2 separate regions of the Gossypium hirsutum genome follow, and region 2 is linked to region 1. Evidence: chromatin contacts called from public Hi-C data. All regions are on one chromosome and are shown on one strand. The core of a region is the stretch at or near the end of the contact, and the rest is flanking DNA. Distances in the headings are between cores, read along the strand shown.

What was found. Hi-C and Micro-C count contacts between places; a contact is called where the count stands out from the background.
Region 2: a Hi-C map of leaf shows a contact between it and region 1, with 1.8 times the contacts expected there. The contact joins the enhancer-like site here to the promoter of LOC107924044 in region 1. A contact is called at or near these places in 11 of 34 Hi-C or Micro-C datasets (anther, callus, fibers and 3 more).

The regions. Positions count from the first base shown.
Region 1 is chrA12:76,555,714-76,560,609 of Gossypium_hirsutum_v2.1, forward strand. It overlaps LOC107924044 (scarecrow-like protein 6), which reads left to right and starts at 2,713. Exons shown (of 1, transcript XM_016854312.2): 1 at 2,713-4,896. The coding sequence starts at 3,053.
Region 2 is chrA12:76,613,397-76,618,217 of Gossypium_hirsutum_v2.1, forward strand. It overlaps the pseudogene LOC121211400. Among protein-coding and RNA genes, the nearest start is that of LOC107924044, 57 kb to the left of the region's middle. Within about 2 kb of position 2,320, at least 7 of the 9 cell types and tissues checked have an H3K27ac peak or open chromatin away from gene starts, as enhancers often do. A contact at or near this core is called in fibers and leaf, where this site is marked.

The DNA of each region.
Region 1 (4,896 bases), core at 1,463-3,962:
CCAAACCGAAAACATGCTACTGATACTATCAAATTTATAGATCACATATATATACAATTTATTCAGAAAATATACACATATAACAGAACAAAAGATTACATTGATCGATCCATCATAAATATCATTTGTCAGAATCTATGTAATCGTTGACCTCAAATACGCAAGCCAAAACTCGGTTCTAATTAAACTTATTCAAAATGGGCCCACACGCCCGTGTGGCCCACACAACTGATTACACGCCCATTTGGCTTACACAACTTGCCATACGACCAGAAACACGATCGTGTAGCATCGACAATTTCAATTTTTCACTGTTTTACGAAATTTCGAGTTAGCACCATGCACCTGAATACTTTCGGGATGTTGACAGAACAACAACATACCATAATTTGCCCATACGACATCCACAATTAAACAATTAATGATCACTTAAAAAGATTTGGCCCTAGGTTCCCTAGCATTCGACCAATAGCAATAGGGTACTCGACCCTTTGCGAACTAAATTTTCACAACCAACCCCTAAACTTGGTCGTTAGAAACTTACCGTAGAAAAGAATATTATCGAACTCAACTCATTAGAGGAATATGCGTCACACAACCTTCACCTAAACAGAATTACACGAAAGAAAACGATTAAAATCTCCATAACTGAACTCAACCATCTATCACAGCCTTAGAAAAATCAAAATATAATAGCATCCTAAACAAATAATGCTTTATAAAGGAAAAGAAAAAACGACGATTATACTAACTCTCTTATCTCGCACGACCAGCAACGAATCTAGAAGAAATGACGACACCAGTCAGAATAGTAACAAAATAGAAGACAAAAGGAACGACAAAAGAAAAATCAAAGGGACTAATGTGAAGAATACAAAGAAAAATGTGAGAGAGATGAAGAAGCAAAAAGAAAATTCCCAGTAACCAGAGAGAAAAATAGACGTGCAAGCAAAATGGAGAAAGTGGAAAACGGGAAAGTTAAAGTGAGGAATGGCAAAAATAAGCTAAGGCCTTATTATTGAATTAGTAATCTCATTCTTGCCAGCAAATTAACAAAAATTAAAGATAACCCTTATGAACCAAATCAGGTATGGAATCAAAATTAATAAAGAATTTTCTAAGGAAACAAATTAAACACAGAACTTCAAGCACACAACTGGAACACTTAACCACTGAATCAAATTAATTTACTTACCACGATTCCTACAACGTTAATTCAAAAAACAATACGTGACCACTCTTGGTTCACTAACCCAAATTCTACTAACCCGATTTTTGAGATGTAACATACCAACTCAAGGAAATGCTTGAAATGCAAACGTAATAATATTACATTACCAAACAAATATAAAAGTTTAAAATATGTCACAGGTCATTGTATTTGTCACAAATTTGAAATTTTATCCCAATACTTTTATTTTTAGGAATTTAGTCTTTTTACTTTTTTATTTAAATATTCAGGTCCAACTATTAACATTGTTAAAATTATTTTATTAAATTAAGGTTCATTATAATGTTAGTTTTTTAATTACATGACTACCAAGTTAATATTTTTTTTAAACATCACATTAACAAATTTAACAATATTAATAATTAGACTTGAATTTTTAAATATAAAAAATAAGAAACTAAATTTCTAAAATAAAAATACAAAATTTAAATTTAAGTTTATCACATATTTTTACCAATATAAAATTTCGCAATCCAGTAGGATGATTTTGTTTTCATAATACTTATGGTTTTAATTCTCCAACATTTTGGAAAAGAGAGAGAGAGAGAATTTATAGAAGAAAAGTGACAATTGGTTGAGCTACAAATAAAACACAATGATTGCAGCCTTTTAACAGGCAGGCCATGACCCCATTACTTGGTATACTAAAATTAATAGAAATCAAGCAACCAGCATGCTTAAACATATTAAAAATATAATATAAATATCAATTGAGTCTTAATTTGATTAATATTAGTAATATTGTCTATGTAAGAGGACGCAGATTTAAGTGCGTTGAAGTGCATTATTCTCCTATTTAAAGGTTGATAAGAAATTATAGACAATCGTAAATATTGTATTAATAAAGAGCATATATAATAACAACTTAATGTAAGATTATAAAAAGGAGGATATATATGTAGAAAAACAAATGAACCTAAAGCCAAAGAAAAAACCCTTGTGAGCATCCAAGGCAAACAAAAAAAAGCAAAGGGCAATAGGAGGTGGGGGATAAGTTGATATACATGGGGTGTCCTTGTGCAATAAACAACATTAGGGGTGTTCCATAAATATATATATTGTTGTCTTTCAAAGGTGGTCTTAGTCAATGGTTTACCAATATGGGAATTGTACTGTTCCAAACATATTCAACAATACCTCTAATCATCTAACGTTTGATTCTGATGGCAATTGTTTTATAAGCTTATCGAACAATACTTGAACTAGGGGTAAAAACAAAAATTCTTCATTTGAAGTGCTCAAGACTCTGCTTGCCCTATGCCATCACCGTTGATTAAAAATGTCTAATTCATCACTTTCTTTCAAGTAAGGTTTTAATTTAGGAATTTTATAAATAAAAATCGGATTTTTACTCTCTCTTAGTAAATAATAGAAAAACAAATAAAATTGGAGTCTGTAAAAGAAAACTTTAAAAGATGCTTGGCCACCATATCTTCTCCTAACACTTTATTATTTTGCCTACATTGTTTTCTATTTATCATCTTCCTTTGTTCATTTTTCTTTCTGCAAATTTCTTTTTTAAGTCAGCTTAAAAACAACGCGTTCATTGCGTCCCACACAAATTTCTTTGTATATTTCTGATTTTTTCCCCTTTTTATACCAAAAACTAAAAAGTAAGCACTCAATTGCTTTGTCAAAAGCCATTTATGGTAGGACCTCCATTAACGAACACGACACCTTAATTTGCCCCCCCCCCTTATATTTCCCTCTCTCTCTCTCTCTCTCTTCGTATTCAAGTCTCCCCTTTCTTCTACCTCTAGAATTTTGGGTGCTTCAAATTTTGGAGTGTACTTTTTTTTTTCTTTTGGAGTTTGTTCTTAGATGAATGCCATGCCCCTATCCTTTGAGGAATTTCAAGGGAAGGGGGCTTTAGATTTTGCTTCTTCAACTTCATCTTGTTCCAATTCATCACTGTTATTACAACACCAGCAACAGAAAAAGTGGCAAAACAACAAGGAAAGTTGTTGCTATGTGGGATTTGAGCCCACATCTACAAGAAGCCCGAGTCCACCAACGTCTTCATCAACAGTGTCTTCCTCATTCGGCGGAGGCAGCGGTGGTGCCTCCACGGACAGCAGTGGCGTGGCGGAAACAGCAGCTGTCTCCAAAGGTAAAAGCCAGTCTTTTGATACAGGGACGGGAAAATGTGGTTTAAGTTTGGAGGATTGGGAGAATGACCAATCCATTTTGAGGCTAATTATGGGTGATGTTGATGACCCTTCTTTGGGGTTAAACAAGATCCTTCAACCACCAAGTGGCAGCGGCGGCGGCGGTGGGTCTTCGGAAAATATGGAGTTTAATGCTGGTTTTGGTATGGCCGATCATAGTTTCGGGTTCGACTCCATTACTAGTAGTGTTAGCTTGATGAACAATGATATGGTTTCGTGTTCAAATCCCGTATTTGACCAAAACCAGGCCGAGTTCACCCAGAATCCGTTTATGTTTTTCCCTTCGTATGCTGCTGAAATGCAGGAACATAATCTTTTATCACCACCACCGCCGAAGAGATTCAATTCCGGCACAAGTGGACCGAATTATCAAGTGCCGAAAGTTCAGTTTTCGGCTTCGGGACCGGAGCTTTATCTCCGGCGTCAACAACTGCTTCATCAAAGGCCAACCACGCCGAAGATAGTGACTGATGAAATGGCCAACCAACAGCTTCAGCAGGCAATAATAGACCAATTAATTCAGGCCGCAGAGCTGATCGAAACCGGTGATCCGGTACTCGCGCAAGGGATATTGGCGCGGCTCAATCACCAGCTCTCCCCTGTAGGTAAGCCCTTTATAAGGGCTGCTTTCTACTTTAAGGAGGCCTTACAATTACTCCTTCGTTTCAACACTACCAACACTTCAACTTTGTATACTACCAATATGATTTTCAAGATCGGTGCTTACAAATCGTTCTCTGAGATATCTCCGACCGTTCAATTCGTGAATTTCACTTGTAATCAAGCGCTTCTCGAGGTTTTCGAAGGGTGTAATCGAGTTCACATAATCGATTTCGACATCGGATATGGTGGACAATGGGCTTCTTTGATACAAGAACTTGTTTTAAGAAATGGCGACGCACCCTGTATGAAAATTACTGCGTTTGCTTGTCCAACAAGTTACGATGAATTCGAACTCGGATTCACAATCGAGAATCTTAAGCATTATGCTAATGAAATCAACATGGGTTTCGATATCGAAATAGTTAGCCTCGAGGCATTGAATTCGTGTTCTTGGTCTTCATTGCCCCTGCATTTCGGTGAAAACGAAACGATTGCTGTTAATCTACCGATCGGTTCTTTTTCCAATTACCCTTCAACTCTCCCCTTGATCCTCCGTTTCGTAAAGCAATTATCACCCAAAATCGTTGTCTCGTCTGACCGTGGCTGTGACCGAACCGATGTCCCGTTCCCTCATCACATAATCCATGCACTCCAATCATACTCTGGCCTACTCGAATCCCTCGACGCGGTGAACATGAACCTTGATGCGTTGGAAAAGATTGAAAGGTTCTTCCTTCAACCAAGCATTGAAAAAATCGTGTTGGGTCGACATCGGTCCCTCGAAAGAAGACCTCCATGGAGGAGTTTGTTTATACAATCCGGATTTTCACCATTAACATTCAGTAACTTCACTGAATCACAAGCTGAATGTTTGGTTCAAAGAACACCAATTCG
Region 2 (4,821 bases), core at 1,070-3,569, 57 kb after region 1:
CATTGTACCACCTTGTGGTTAAATCATGCAAGGATGTAATAGAAGTCGGAATAACCTTTTAGATGAGAAATTTTAGTGACTACAGGATTGTCCGGCATGGTGGGACACTTCTATTCATACGAAAAGAAAGGAGACAACGTTCGTTCCTATCCTTGTTGACAGCGTTCATATTTTTATGCTCCTAGATAGTCCTAAGAACCGGTCTAAACACACGTCTCAAGAAAATGGAATGAGAAAAGGTCTGGGTAATATCACTATCTAAGTGATATTCATGTTCATCCTTGCTATAGGGAAGCTAATACGTGAAGATAATTCACTTGTTAATACGGAACCACCCACTACATATAAGTTTATAACAACGACGAAAGTGTCATTATGGATTAACAGGGTATGTTAAAATTGCTCTCTTTAAACCACTATGTAAGGTCAGCAAACACAAGCCCAATACGAAGTAATTTTCATTAGAAGCGACTAAACAACACCTAATCTATCTCCAAAGAAGATATGGCCAACCGAATAGACTACAACTTACAACTGCCACTCGAAATCAGTAAGCTTAAAACATGATTCGATGTCAGACATAGAGACAAGGAATACTCACAGATGCCAAATCTGCACTGTTGTAGCTACCATTGTCTGAAACGGAAGCCCAAGGTGAAGAGCCTTCTTTGGATCCTTCTTTAACAGGTGAAGGAGGTCGAGGAGGTGCTATGTAAGCAACCCTCAATTTACATTCCTCAACATGATGTCCGGATTCCTTATTAAACTAGACCGAAAAGCAAACAGTTAGAAAAAAAAAAAACCCAAACTTAAAATCAAATCTGGTAGAGTATGATAAAATACCATCTCTGGTGTTATATCCTTTGTTGTAGCTCCGGGACTAGTGACCACACGTTGAAGTAAAAACTTATAGTGACCACACTTTGAAGTAAAAACTTATCTTTGCATTGCATATCAAGAGGTGCTTCTTTTTGAGCTTGCATCGCAACTGGTTCCATAAATTAACCAATTAAACTATGATTTCAAGATTTGAAGATGATACATGATTAACAACAAGTAATTATAGATACGTTCAAGTTTTGTGAGAGGGAGACCTGTAACGTTGCATGTAGACCAAGGCAGACCAACTCCATTGTTAGGCTTTACACAGTACTTCCTTGGGTTTTTCGTTTTGACCTGGAAAACAACATACATGAAAAAGCTTTGTTACCATAAATCGCTAGCTCCATAGAGATTTTCGGTAAAAGATTCATGGAGACCCTTGTACTTGGAGTCAGATTACATTTTGCTCCCTTCACTCAAAAAATGAGCAAATTAGTCATTGTAGGTTAGATGAAAGAGTAAATTATTCCTATTAAAAGTTTCATCCATTTCTACTATTAAAAACCAGTCCGTGTACATAACCATGTGGTAGATGTGGCATGGTTATTCCCTCAATCATGTTAGTGTTTTTAACAATAGAAATGGATAAAATTTTGAATAGAAAGACCAGTTTACTCTTTATATAATGTAAAAGAACTAATTTGCCCATTTTCCAAGTAAAGAAAGTAAAATTCAATATGACTCATAGTACAAGATACTCTATAATACATTTACTAGCAATTTTCGAATTGGTACGCATGTTTCAAAACAATTAACACTACCAATCCTACTTTATTATAAAATTATTGAGTAAAACAAATAATTCACAAACTTCAGAATATATAGAATTATGTATTTACATAAACACAAAAACAATACATATTTGATAAAAAATTAAGTCTAATAAATCGATTATACAAACCAGATAATCTTATATTACAGCAAAATCCCATATTAATTTACTCACATGAGATTTAAGAAATAGCTTAATTTTACCTTAAAAGCCACATAATTGTTGGTCTTGTTGGACAGATTTAAAGAACATGAAATCTGCTTTCTCAATTCAACCAAATTCAAGACAAAAAAATTTGTTAAAATTTTCGAAAAAAAGAAGTGGAAACGATGAAGATATGGATCTGTAAAGCAACAAAAAAAAAGTTAAATTTTTTTTAAAAAAAGTTTATTTTTTAAAGCTTGGAAAGATGCTTACAGGGAAATTGAAGCTCTTGAGGATCGATGCTAAGAAGTTCGCCGGTGGTCATCTTAGTGAGAGGGTCGCCGGAGATATGAACTATTGGTGGCGGATTCCGGCGGAGAGGCGGTGGAGGGTTTGGGTCTCCGGCGTGAGAGGAAATAAAAGAAAAAAAATTATTAGAGGTGGAGATTAAGACAACGGTGAGCGGTCTTCGAGAGAGAGCTGAAAAGAAAGAACCGTGGGACAGTGACGTTTGTCTTGTTTGGGGGTTGACTGTGGTTGTGTCCGGTTTTATTTATTACAGTTCCATGCGGTTCCATTTAGGGTTATAATTGTCTTTCTGTCTAAGTACTATTTAAGAATATTTCAAATAGGGTTATGTAATTATTGGACATTTAACTTCTCAACCATGTTGATTTTGGTGATCGTAACTTTGGATAATCTCCGAGGTCAGTAAATTATTACTACATTTATGTTTTGGTCATTCATTTTTAAAAAATTATAAAATTGTCAATAAATTATTTGAAAATTTTTATTTAAGTAAATGAGTTATTAAAATTATTGTTCTATTTCTTTCTTTATTTGCATTGTTTGCATGAATCGAAAACTCTTATTTCCCTTCTCTTTTACCATTCATTTTTTTGGCATAATTACAAAAAAAAGCCCTCAACCTTTGGGGGCTTTTGGATATATGCCCCTAACCATTTTTTTTATTTCGGCCCTCAACGTAACAGAGTTTTTAGACATCAACCCTATTGAAACGGTAATCATCAGTTGATTGTTAGTCAACAATCGGTCAAAAGAATTAGTCTATGTGGCGTTCCAGTTGACTGATGATGTGGCAAACATTTAAATAATAATGCTGACGTGACAAAAAAATTAAACAAATTTAATAAACATAAAACAAAAAAATCCTAAATCCTTCAAATCATCTCAAACCCCCAAATTCAAAACTTTTTTCTCAAATTCTAAAATCCTTAACTCGTCAAATTCCCCAAATCGTGAAATCCCCAAATCCATAACATTCGAAATCTTCATTGAATTCCTAAAATCTTGAAATCCCTAAATATTAAAATCTTCAAATTTTGAAATCCCTAAATCATTAGTATTCCAAAATATTCTTAAAATCCATAAAACTTTTACAAACCAAATCATTGAATCCCTAAAACTTTTAGGAACAAAAAAGCTTCAACAATCATGAGCAGTTTCCGTAACCCAAAATCGAAATGTAGATGCTTTCTTATTTGGTTTGTTGGGAAAATAAATTCCATTTTTGGTTTGGTTTGTTGGTTATTTGTGATTTATTATTGCAATTTCAGTGCCACAATATAGGGCTTGTTTTGTCGATTTGTGATGCGACAATGGTCCCGATGTTATTGATAAAGCTGTTATTAAAATTGTTTATGGTTATTTGTGATTTATTATTGCAATTTCAGTGCCACAATGTAGGGTTTGTTTTATCAATTTGTGATGCGACAGTGGTCTCGATGTTGTTGATTTCTGTTACCGAAGCAAAAATATGTTAAATTTGTAAACATGTGTTACTGTTTTGTATTGTATTCAAAGAAATGGTCCCAATGTAGATAGTGAATTTCGCTTTTTTTTAATGTTTTTTACTTAGAAAATTATTTGTTTATATTTTGCAGATGTCATCAGATGAGGAATATTATATTATTTTGCACGTGGGTGGGTACTTTGTAAATGACCCATATGTTAGACATGTAGGTGGGGAAGTGATTAGGCTTAAAGAGGATCCAGACACAATATCTTATTTTGAATTATGTAAAATAGTAAAAATTGGGTTAGGGTATAACACTGTCATGTTAATATATTTTCATGAGCTTGGTACATATATTTTCATGAGCTTGGTACAGTAGGGTTACAAAATAATCTAAGGGTGATTTATGATGACACTTCCACCATAGCTATGTTAGACTTTTAGGTCAAGTTTAAGGAGATTAACCTATATGTTGAACACGAGGTTGATAACCCTATAATTGCAGGCAAAATTTTTCTGTTGACTACTGGGAAGGGTGATGTTGAAGGGCTAGAAGTTAATGGGAAGGGTGATGATGAAGGGTTAGAATCTGATGATGAAGGTGATCTGGAAAGGGTAGAATTTGTGGGGGAGGGTGATGTAGGAGGGGTACAAGTTGATGGGAAGGGTGTGTCTGTTACTGGTATTGAGGTAGATGAGTATGGTGGTGTGGAAAGTGGTGGACAGATTAGTTTAGGGTCTATTGTTGGAGAGGATAATGATAGTGAAGTTGCTACTGATGAATATGCTGGTGATTTTGTAAACATCAGATGGAGTGGATAATGTTGTTGCTGAAAGTAATGGAGAAGAGGAAGATGGGAATGAGACTGAGGTATGTGACTCAGATGAACATGGAAGCTTGATTGGGTCTGATGAAGATGAAGAACATGAAGATGGTGAGAGAAGGAGGAGCAAGTTTCCCTTATACAATGATAAGTTAAAATTTAGTTTGGGAATGTTGTTTAAGGATGACAAACGATTTAAGAGTGCAATTCGAAAGTACTTTAAAGAATGTAGAAGACAATTGAAGTTTATTAAGAATGAACCGAAAAGGGTTGTTGTGAGGTGCATTACTTCCCCTAACAGTCAATAGAGAATTAAGGCTAGCTACAGTCTTTTTGTGAAATGCTTGCAAATAAAGAAGTTTCAGGATGAGCACCATTGTTCAGTTAGTTTTAAGAACAAAATGGTGCCTGTCGCTATGATTGCCCAACATTTTGAAGTAACT